2 separate regions of the Oryctolagus cuniculus genome follow, and region 1 is linked to region 2. Evidence: chromatin contacts called from public Hi-C data. All regions are on one chromosome and are shown on one strand. The core of a region is the stretch at or near the end of the contact, and the rest is flanking DNA. Distances in the headings are between cores, read along the strand shown. Region 1 holds the start of KCNMB4 (potassium calcium-activated channel subfamily M regulatory beta subunit 4). Region 2 overlaps MYRFL (myelin regulatory factor like).

Region 1 (5,761 bases), core at 747-3,246, 470 kb before region 2:
GCACGAACGCACCTGCAGGAGGGCCCCGCGCCGGGGGCTCCGGGTTTGAGGTCAGCCTGCGGTGTGACGCGCGGTCTCCTCCCACCCCGCGCGGGCGCTCCAACGCCGAGGCCGCCACCCACCCTCCGGAGCCCCGCAGGCGGCAGGCGTCGTTCGCGCGGGGCGTCCTTACCTTGGGGTTGGTCAGGAGCTGGTGCTCGTCGCTGTGCAGCAGCGCCCTGGAGTTGGACTCGGAGTTGTTCACGTAGACCTGGACGCAGGGGTACTGCGAGGTGCCCCTGCAGTCGGCGCCACAGGTGAACGTGCACTCGAACACCTCGCCGATCTGCTGCACCGACAGCACCGTGCAGTTGGCCGCCGTGGCTTGCAGATCCTGCAGCGCGGGACTGAGCCAGCAGAAGCCGAAGATGAAGAGCGACACGACGCCCGAGATGATGAGAAACAAGCCGAGCCGGATGCTCTTGTCCTCGGCTTCCGTGTACTCGTAAGCCACCCGGAGCTTCGCCATCGCCCCCCACTCTCGGCGGCTGGCGCGCTCCCCCCGCCCCCTCCCGCCCCCGGCGCCCAGCCCGACTGCCTCGGGCGGGAGGAGCCGCCGCCGCCGCCGCCGCCGCGCGACAGCAGGGGAGTGGGCGGCGAGGGGGAGCGCGCGAGAACAAAGGGGCCGAGCCCGGCGACGCCCCCGGCGGCGGCGGCGGCGGCGGCAGCCCCCCCCCCCCGCCCCGCGCGCCCCCAGCCGCCGCGCCGGCTCGGCGGAGCAGCCGCCGCTTCAGAGCCGCCTGCACCCTCGGGCGCGGGGAGCGCACGGACCGCTCCAGCCTCCAGCGCCCCCTGCCAGCCTCCACGCCCGCGCTCTCCCCGCCTCCCCCACCCCGCCTCCTCCCGCCGAGCGTCTCCCGGTCTCCATGGCCCGCTGGCCGCTGCTGCGCGCACCCGCCGGGCAGCGGCCGCCACGGTCCGAACGGCTGGGCAGGGGCGAGCCCCAGGGCTCCCCCCGGTGCGGGAGGCTGCTCCGCCCCTCCGCCGCCGCCGCCGCCCGGAGCCCTCGGGCCCCGCCCCGCCCCGCCCCGGTGCGTCCCCGGCGGGCGAGGGGGCGAGCGCGCACCGGGGACGGCGACGGCGGGTGTTCCGAGGCCGCGCTGAATCCCGCCGGAGAGATGTCCGAGTTGAGGATTTGGGATCAAAACAGCTTAACCGGGGTGAAAGTTTAAAAGAAAAAAAAATGGGAAAACAGAGGGGAAGGGGGAAGAGCCAGTGGAGCGGCGGGAATCTTGAACTGCACACGCGGATTGGCCGGTCGCCTGGCAGCTGGCGCCCGGGGAAGCGGGCAGGGGTGGCCGGGCCGAGCGCACCGACGTGGAAGCCCACGGGCGAGCGGAGGTCCTGGCTAGGGAGGGCAGGGGCTGGCGGCGCGGCGAGGAGTGTGGCCCGGCTGCGCCCACGCTGCCGCCCCCCGGGTCCCTGCGAGCGCGGGCACCGCTCCGTCCCGGCATTCGGCGCAGGCCCGCATCCCCGGCGCGGACGGCGAGATCGGACCGGCACAGACGCAGGCAGGTGGAGTCTGCTGTGGAGGCATCGCGCGGGGCGCCGGCGAGACGGGCGAAACTTGCTTCCGGGGCCTCGACCGAACCTCGCGGCAGCAGGGTCCGCCTCGTGAGATTTGTCCTCCTGGCTGGGGCTGGCTGAAGAGGGTCCGAAGGAAACGGGGCGTGAGGCGGGCAGGCGAAGAGACGCCGCTGCCCCGATCAGCACCGCCCCCTGGCTTCGCAGCTCCCGAGGACAGACCCCTTCGGCGGTTTCCCCGCTCGGGAGCCTCGCCGCCCGGGGGCCCTGCAGTGGCCCGCGGTTCCTCATGAGCTTCCCAGGATCGCTGCGCACACCCGCCTGGGCCAGGTACCGCTCCTCCGGGCTCTGTGCTCTCCCAGCTCTTCCCGCGGCTCCCTGCACCCCCACCCCGCCGGTGCACCGTCAGGCTCAAGTCCTTGTTTTTGTTCCAACATTGCCTTTTCTCAAACCGTACTTCTATCAAACTTGACTACTACTACATCTTGAAATTATCATCAAGATGCTCACTTCGTGGCAAAGCATACATAAGTGTATTTTTTTTTGTTGTGTTTTGCAAGTCCCAGATGAGCAAAAACTAAATTGTGCTCCTGATGAAGACGTGGGGCTCTTGTCTTCTCTGTCCTGGGCTTCAGATGTTGCTTAACTGGTATCGCGTACCTTTCGCCTGCGGTTCTGCTCAAGTACCGTTCCTTTCTGTCTTTATGTGAGAGGCAATGCGGATTTCCAAGCAGTGGACACATCAACTTGAGTTGCTGGGAGACCCTGCTTTTTGTTTTCTTTCGTTTGTTTTTTTGTTTTTCAAGAAGATGACTGGGTTAGGAAAACGTCGAACTGAGGAAGACGCTTTGTACTTTGCTACCGTCCCGTTTTTACCCAGTGACTGCCATCATTCCCAGCCTTTTCTGTTGGTGCGAGACCAATGTGCGTAATTTCAGTAGCTGAAAGCAAAGTGAGTTGCTAGTTAGAACAGCTTACCCCGTGGTCACAGGCTTCACCCTGCGGCAGCAAAGCAAAGCCCCCTCACAGACTCCAGGCAGCTATTGCAGCTGGGGTTGCACAGGGGCGGAACCTGAGCCAGGAATTCATTCCCATTCTTGCTCATGGATGGGGGAGGGGCCTAGAACTACTTGAAGGAGTATTATTGAGTTTTCAGTGATTTCAGAGCTTAAAGTGTTCTGTCTCAAAATTCTTCTCAGATGCTCTTCCAAGACTAGGAACATCAGAAAATCAGAAAATTCATTTGCAGTTTAACGTAAGTTCTTTAGAACCATTGAATCAATTTGTTTGTAGTTTGGCATGTAATCATTTCTTTACAATTATTTGAAGAAACGAGTGCTACCCGGCCTTCTGTTCTTTAAACATTTACTTTCCTCCTATTTTAAATTAGTTCACTTCTCAAACATATCAAAAGATTTCACAAATGTGATCAATTTATTTTACCCTTAATGGAACTGAGTGCTTATTAGTTTCCTTTACTTAAAAAGTTTTTTTGAAAGGGTTAGAGAGAGAGGGAGGAAAAGGGGCCAGCGGTGTGGCATAAGGGATAAAGCCGCCTTTGACAGTGCCAACTTCTCATATGGGCTCCAGTTCTAGTCCTGGCTGCTCCACTTCCGATCCAGCTCTGCTATGGCCTGGGAAAGCAGCAGCAGATCAGCAAAGATGGCCCAAGTCCCTGGGCCCCTGCACCCCCGTGGGAGACCCAGAAGAAGCTCTTGGCTCCTGGCTTCGGATTGGCACAGCTCCGGCCATTGCGGCCATCTGAGGAGTGAACCAGCGGATGGAAGACCTCTCTCTCTCTCTCTCTCTCTCTCTCTCTCTCTCTCTGCTTTCCTTCTCTCTGTGTGTAACTCTGACTTTCAAGTAAATAAATCTTTAAAAAAAAGAGAGAGCGAGAGAGGGAGAAAGATTGTCCATCCACTGGTTCACTCCCTAGATAGCCTGAAAGGCCTGGGCTGGGCTAGGCCGAAGCCAGGAGCTGGGAACTTCTTCCAGGTCTCCTGCATGGGTACAGGGGCCCAAGCACTGGGCATCCTCTTCTGCTTTCCCAGGTGCTGTAGCAGGGAGCTGGATCAAAAGTGGAGCAGGCGGGACTGGAACTAGCTCCCATATGGGAGGCTGGCATCCCAGACAGCAGCTTAACCTGCTGTGCCACAATGCTGGCCCCAGTTTCATTTACTTGAAGTGAGGCTGTCTTCCCACATTCAAGCACGACTGGCTATGTCCACCCCTCAATTTCAGAGTGGGTCACCATTGATTCTCTGGTCAGAATGGTGGTAGAACCCCAGAGACCTCAGAAGTGCTGAGCTCCTGAGGCTGCTGAGCACCTGCTGATCCCTGGAGGGCAAAGAAAAAGCAGCTAATTCTCTGAATGCTGTTCCACCAGTTACAATATAACACCAAAAACACTCGAACCAGACTGACATTTGACGGACATCACTGTCTGCAGCCTTTTTCAGGAGACTCACAGCTTGATGAAATCCCACCTAAAAGGAAAATAAAATCGATACAAACACAGACATTAAAGCCACTCTCATTTATAATTTATTTTCATGATCAATATTCTTAAAAAAACCCTGTGGCAGATGTTAACAGTTGGAAAACACAATTTAATATGTACATATAGTTTTATGAAGAGTCTGAAAAAGTGTAAGGAGAGCTTTTATAAACTTTAAAACTTGGCACATTTTGAATTTTTTTGATAATAAAATTTTAAATACTTAGATGGCTAAAATACAAAAGTGAGAAAATTAATATTATAGACTTTTTCATTAAATTCATTCTTTGTGTTAAGTTTTAAACACTCGCACCTTGGATAATTAGGTAAGAATAAACATAATGAAAGTATCTACACTAGAAATTTTTTTTTGGTTTAGCAAAAAATTGTACGTTTTGTTAATGTTACAGAAAATGGACTTTCCTTTTTATTTGGTCTTCAAACTGAAAGTTACACTTTCAACTTTACCAAAGTTTAGTTCACTGATAACAAGAAATTAACTTTCTTGCCATGCTGTATTGTGAATATTATATATATTCACCATATATATACATTATATATATATTCGTCCATCCACTGGTTCACTCCCTAGACAGCCTGAAAGGCCTGGGCTGGGCTAGGCCAAAGCCAGCAATTTTAAGTTCAAATGAATTTCCTTTGTGACTACCATTGTTTTGGATTATTATTTTTTCCTGCCCAAAAGTTCATGTATACTAAGCATGTAATTATTACTGGAAACATTACTTATTATACTTCTAGGTATTTATAATCATTTATTACAACAGGAAGGGATCTTAATTATCGCTGAACTCAACATTAATGAAGAAGCTCCCAGACTTTGCATTTTGTTTGAAATAGTACTAGTTCAAATTTATGTTTGTATACAGACTTTATGTTTTCAATAGAGGAAAACACAAAACACAGATGATCACTTCCTACTAGTGGGTTGTCAGTATCATACTAGTAGGACTTCCTGGAGTTCCTAAATCCTCACCACCTGTTACTCTTTCCCATTACTGAAGTGAAATTCTGTAAGAGATACACAAACATCTATATGGTAAAAGGGATAGAAGCCAGGGGGACATTGATCCCTTTTAATAGTGAATAGTTTGACAAGAAGGAAACAATTCATGTTACATTGTTTCCTCTTCTTCCACAGGAAAGGGTTGGACTAAAATCTCCTCAACCTTCTAGGATCTACTTCCAATTTGATCTTGTTCTTGTCATGTCCTTCAAAAATTTTAGTATTGCTATGTGACAGTATCTAATGAAGTTAAAAAATCTTTTCAAATGATTCTGGAATTCTTAGCATTATGGTTAACAGGGAGAGCACCTGTCTTGGGAGAAATGGACCTACACCTCTGAGCACACATTATAAACTACGTTATTTACAAATGTCCTAATTTAATCTTCCAACATTAAGAAGGAACAAAATTCAGAGATTAATTTTTTCAAGGCTTCACACATACTTAGTCCTGTTATAAGGTTCATTATTTTTCTACTATGCTACCTCTTAAGAAATTTCTGTATTAAAGTAAAAAACAGAAGTGTAGGTAATGCCAAAAGCTTTACAAATGGATTTAAGTGTGTTTACATCCTCAAATCAAAATCCCTATAGTGAAACCTATGAAGGGTACAGCGATTAGATGATGAAGTTAAAGACTTAATTTCATCCGTCTGTTTAATTTTACTCTGAATCAC
Region 2 (5,817 bases), core at 1,231-3,730:
TTGGGAAACCCACATCCCATGCCAAGGTGGCTGGGTTGGAGTCTTTGGGTCCACTTATGATTCTGGCTTCCTGCTAATGTGCACCCCAAGAAGTAGCAGGAAGTGGCTTGAGTACTTGGGTCCTTGGCCACCCCATAGGAAACGCAGACTCTCCTGTGGCTGTTTTCTGAAGATTTGAGAAACCAGTGCTATCTCAGGGTTGCAGCCACAAACCACCCCAGGAAGGAGCTTAACTCTGGACTGGCCAGGGTGCTTTGTGTAACAATCTGGATGGACGTGGAAACTCCTGGAAGGGCTGAGTGACTCGCCAGTACCTCCAGGGAGCTGGGGCACCAGGAGGAGGGTGAACAGATGGTTCCCCCTTCTGGCTAAGAACTCAGTTGGCCTATTATGTTGGAAAATCATAAAGAAGCCACAGGCTAATGACAATGAAGAAATTAATGTCACCTCACATGGGACATGAGCAGGGAGCTTGAGATCATCCAAAAGGGGGGTTTCCATGAGCATGCTGGATTTCCAGGGCTGAGAACAGAAAAATCAACTTCTGGCCAAAGGAGGGGGTTGCTTGGGCAAGGGTGGTCCCTGGGGATGGGGACCTGGGGGACCTGGCTGACAAGGGGAGGTCATCATCCCCTAAAGGGCCTCTAGAGCCCATGCTGGAGCTGAAGTCAGATGCCCCTGCCAGCTGAGCTCATACCCTGGGGCTGTGGAAGACAAAGACAGTGTCTCTGGCTAGGAGGGGCATCTTCCCCTACTCAGGTTAGAAAGCCACACACAGCTCCCTTCCGGGCAGTGTAAACTTCTAGAGGTTGGGGGCCATGGAGAGGGGAGCCCCAAGAGGGAAACCTCATGCGAAGCTGCTACAGGGACTTGTTGCCCTGAATGCAAAGCTCTGTTCACACAGCCTGCACTGGAGAACCTACGGTGGTGGAAAGTCTCCTGGAGTATCATCCTTTTCCCTAGTAAAGACCAGAGAATCTGCTTGGAAAATTCAGAAGTTCAAGTCTTCGGACTCCAAAAGATAACACTTTCTTCACAACTTGATGAGGTCTCTAAGCTCAAACATAGTATGTTTCATTTTATATAAGACTAAAAAAAAGATAGGCTGACCCCTGGGGCATCAGATGATACCGATGGAAGACCTCCAACATGATTTTCCGGAGTTTCAAAGCTCAACTCAGAACTCCCAGGTTTGGTGGAGTCCCAGGAAAGCTCAACGCCCCATCCCTCCCACTCCCGTGGAGACATCCTCTGACCTCTTGCTGCTCAGAGTGCCTTCCAGGAACCAGCAGCATTGGCCTCACCTGGGAGATGCTAGAAATGTAGATCTCACACCCCGTAGCAGATTCACTGAATCAGAATCCGCATTTGACCAAGAGCCTCATGCTGTTCTAGACACATTACAGTCAAAGAGGATTGCACTCAGCCAGGCAACAGGTGCACCAGCAAACTCTTGCCGGCCTGAAGCACGGGCCTTCTGAGACATGGTGCTCCTAAAACTGAAACACTGGGGTTGCACCTGCACCAGGGAGAGACAACGGCAGCTCTTCCTGGGAGCACCTGTGTGACCCTCCCTGCATGAAAAGGCACGTCCAGGGGAAGGAAAGCACTCTCTCTCTCTCTGAAACAGAACGAAATCTTGTACAGCTATTCAAAGGCTGGTGGTCAATCTTGGTCTTGTCCCCTGCCCCAGGTTTGCTCACTTGGTCTGGGGTAGTGCGGCCACACTCGGCAGTCCTCGGGGCCCTCCAGTGCCTGTGTGTGCTTCCTCTTCTTGCTGGGGGGCAGGGAGGTTCTAGAATCAAGAAAGCAGAATGGACGTTAGGCATCTTCTTTGCTCTCCGTCACATTACATCACTGCACTCTCCCTGGTATCTGCTCTCCACTTTCCTAAGACTAAGTCCAGTTGGTTAAGGTGCCTTGAGCCCAACTAGTCTGAAACTCAGTTTTCCCTTATCCAGTGGGTCGGAGACTCTCTTGCCTAGAAAACAGACATTTCCAAAGGCAGAGAACTTACTGAGAGAGAGACGACAGGAAATTAAAACACAGGTGTATGCTTTACACCTGAGGTTTTTTTTTCCCACAGTTTTTGATGCCCTTTGCCATCCTCTAGATCCAGAAGGAATCAAGGGAATGAAAGAAGGAAAGGGGGGGGGGGGATATCAGTCAATACTTAATTGATGGATAGTTTTCTGATAGTTCATTCAGATTCCCTTGAGCAGATTCCCATAAAAACAGCACTTCCTCCCTCGCCCAGAAAATCCCTGTACTTCAGGTCCTTGTTGAATGAGGGCCTTGGGTTTGGTAGGTTTGTAATTAAAAGATGGGCTAAGGCAAGAACACCAGGGCCTCGCCGCGGCCCATACACGTCTCAATACTGCCACCTCCTGGACAGGAGTCCGCTGGACAGTCTAGGTCACTGCCACAGGGGCCGCCTGCTGAAGGCTTTCTGCTGAGGTCGGTCAAGGCTAAATACGGTGCCCTTTACCCAGGGATGTGGCACAGCGTTTGCTGATGGTGAGAACAACTTAGCCCCAGATGCGAGGGCGCGCACTGGTCCGGTGGAGGGGCGGGGTGGCCGGTGTCGGGACAGCAGGTGTGAAAGCCGCCGTGGGTCTGGCAGGCATAGCTCACGGCAGCCACGCTCTGTGGAGGGTGCGCGGGCAGCATCCGGGGAGCAGCTGTGCTGTGGGGAAAGGCAGCTGGGGCCCGGCCAGGTGTGGTCCTCAGGGTCCCGTGGCAGGCATCTGCGGGAAGACACGGCAGGGAGTGCCTCTGCACCTTACCACCCGGAGTCTGAGAGGAGGAGGCACAGGGCGAGCCCTCACTCACCTTTGCCCTGCGGAGGGGAGCATGAGTCTGATGCGGAGTAGGGTGGGCTGTCAGGGAGCTGGCCTTGCCTGCGGATTAGAGACACGTGTTGCTTTCCGGTCTTACGCGGTCCTGTTAACAGTTACGTTCCCACTGGGAGGCAGGTCTGAGCACAGCTCCCACTGTGCTGATGCCAACTGCTCTGGGTGGGGACCACACAGAGCTCACCAGACCATCCCAGGGTCACAGCGCGATTGAGTGACAGGGCTTGGTGCCCTAGCTCTCGCAGCTCCTAGCTGTAGCCACAAACAAGTGCTTAACCTCTGTGGCTTCCGTTTCCTCCACTACCAAATAGGATAGTGATCACACCCACCTCACAGCATCGTGGAAATGAAGAGAAACAACGTGTTCAAATCCACAGCATCATGCTCCAGACATTGTGCATGTGCAGGACAGCTTAAATGATATCATTATTTCATAACATTCCCAACATCCACACACGAGAGACAGGTGCACATTCTGTGTGGGCTAAGGTAGTGTAAAGGCTGTCACTAAAGCGACAGCTTGCCATCTATGCTCTGAGGGATCCCAAAACTTTTGGAAAGAGCTCAGGGGTTTTACAAAATGAAGAAGAAAGGGGTGGGGGAGAGAAGGGAGGAGGGAAGTGAGGAAGGAAAGAGAAAAGAGGAAGAGAGAGAAAGACAGACCCTCAGATTCTTTAGACTTCAGAAACCCTTGATATAAGCACCACACTCTGCACTTGATGCTCTGGCTTGGAGAGTAAACCATCTTGTTAAGTTTCCAACATAATATGAGGAAGGGAAAAGTTTGTGTTTTTCATTTACTGGAAAAGTTACGCTTTCTCCTCAAATGGGCTCATTATCATTTATTCACTTCCTATGAGTAAGACAAGAGAACACAGTGACCATTCTCCAAAAATCTCATGCCCATGAGCATGGAAGAATAAAGAGGTGTAAGTGTAGAAGGACATCGAGTGTGAACACACAGCAGACAATAACACGGTGCCAGGCAGAGCCAGGGTGGATGCGGACTGGATTCCCAGGTGGAAGGGATGCAGGAAGCCAAGAAAAAGCATCCAGTCCAACAAAACCCCACAGAAGTACCTGGACGTGGGAGTTGCCAGGGGCAAGGGCAGGGCTGAGAGCAAAACAGTTGGTTAAAGATTTGATTAAGAAACAGTCGTGGCCGGCGCCGCGGCTCAATAGGCTAATCCTCCGCCTAGCGGCGCCGGCACACCGGGTTCTAGTCCCGGTCGGGGCGCCGGATTCTGTCCCGGTTGCCCCTCTTCCAGGCCAGCCCTCTGCTGTGGCCAGGGAGTGCAGTGGAGGATGGCCCAAGTGCTTGGGCCCTGCACCCCATGGGAGACCAGGAAAAGCACCTGGCTCCTGGCTCCTGCCATTGGATCAGCGCGGTGCGCCGGCCGCAGCGCGCTGGCCGCGGCGGCCATTGGAGGGTGAACCAACGGCAAAAGGAAGACCTTTCCCTCTGTCTCTCTCTCTCACTGTCCACTCTGCCTGTCAAAAAATTAAAAAAAAAAAAAAAAAAAAAAAAAAAAAGAAACAGTCGTACCCTTAGGTTAGCTCCCCCACCCCGTGATTGGATATCAGCCCCCTTCAGTCCAGTAGTTGGAAAGATCCACTACGGAAAAAGAGAACCAGGGGAACTGGGGCACAGGTCTTCCAGGCACGGGTAAGGACCTGGTGAGGTACTGCCTGAAAATGGCAGGATTCGTTAAAACTTCAACTGAGCAGCAGGTGGCGGGCCTGGCTGCTAAGATGCCCACCTCCCATATCAGAACACGTGAGTTCCCTGAGTTCCCTTCCCAGCTCTAGATCCTGACATCAGCTTCCTGCTGGTGCACACTCTGGGAGGTGCTGGTGATGGCCCACCTGTTTGATTTCCTGTCACCCATGTGGGAGACTTGGATGATAGTCCCAGCACCCAGCTTCAGCTCTGGCCCACCCCTAGCAGTTGAGAGCATTTGGAGAGTGAACCAGTGGATGAGAGCCGTCCTCCCACCTCTCAAATAAATTTTACCAGTTTCCTGCTAATGCACACCCTGAGAGGCAGTGATGACCTGAGTACTAGGGTCCTTGCAACCCACAGCAGAGAAACAAATGGAGTTCCTGACTCCTGGCTTCAGCCTGGCCCAGCTTTGGCTGTGGTGGACACCTGAATCACTTTGCCCATCAGTCTGTCTCTCTGCCTTTTCCATAAAAAATAAATAAAATTTAAGAAAATCTCAATGCTGACCTGTGAGACACTTTCTCAGCTCTGCTTTGTGTGCATCTAAGCAGATTTCCCACAAGAAGGAATCTGAAATACTGCTCTCAAGAAAAATCAGATGTATTCAGAGGGGAAAATGGTACTTTGAAGTTACCAAGAAAGCAGCAAGTCCCTGCCTGATCCCTCTATAACAAAGTTCATCCTTTGAAACTAACAGCTTGCACTCAGAACTTCCCAAACAGGAAAAAAACAATGTAGGAACAGACATTTTCAGAAAGCTTTCAATATTAAAGACAGCGAACAAATAACCAGATAAATAAGGAATGTCAAAAGATCCAAAAGATCCCTTTTGCTGCTGTTACAACTGGTAACCTCCTTGCAGGTCTAAGCCTCCTACAGATGAAAACTCTAAACTCACGGGAAAAGAGACCCCCATGGAGCCATTGGAACTGGGAAGAAGGTGATGGCACCGGGTGAGTTACCTCTTCACAGCTTTCAGCCTGGGTTAAGGAGAGACCACAGAGTGGTTAACACTCCTACAGAAACCCACAGTCCTTCTGGCCTGAAGAACTAGCAAACAGACTTTGGGAAAACACAGCTGATGACAAATGAAAAGGGAATCTTGGAAGACAGATGCAGATTCTGTGTATATCTGCTCAAGTCTCTGAGCCAGCCTTGGGTGGGGCTGGTTACACATAGCCTAAGACAAAAGGACTGCATTGAAATGCTAGCTACATCCCCAGAGAGAGTTTACAGTTG

What was found. Hi-C and Micro-C count contacts between places; a contact is called where the count stands out from the background.
Region 1: a contact with region 2 is called in a Hi-C map of an unstated tissue, with 2.8 times the contacts expected there. The contact joins the promoter of KCNMB4 here to the enhancer-like site in region 2. A contact is called at or near these places in 2 of 6 Hi-C or Micro-C datasets (skin fibroblasts and an unstated tissue).

Annotation. Positions count from the first base shown.
Region 1 is chr11:72,910,502-72,916,262 of mOryCun1.1, reverse strand. KCNMB4 (potassium calcium-activated channel subfamily M regulatory beta subunit 4) reads right to left here and starts at 1,996. Exons shown (of 4, transcript XR_011380162.1): 1 at 173-1,996.
Region 2 is chr11:72,436,819-72,442,635 of mOryCun1.1, reverse strand. MYRFL (myelin regulatory factor like) reads right to left here. Exons shown (of 27, transcript XM_008256780.4): 5 at 2,833-2,900; 6 at 2,489-2,747; 7 at 1,704-1,795. Among named protein-coding and RNA genes, the nearest start is that of MYRFL, 62 kb to the right of the region's middle. Within about 2 kb of position 2,480, at least 1 of the 8 cell types and tissues checked has an H3K27ac peak or open chromatin away from gene starts, as enhancers often do.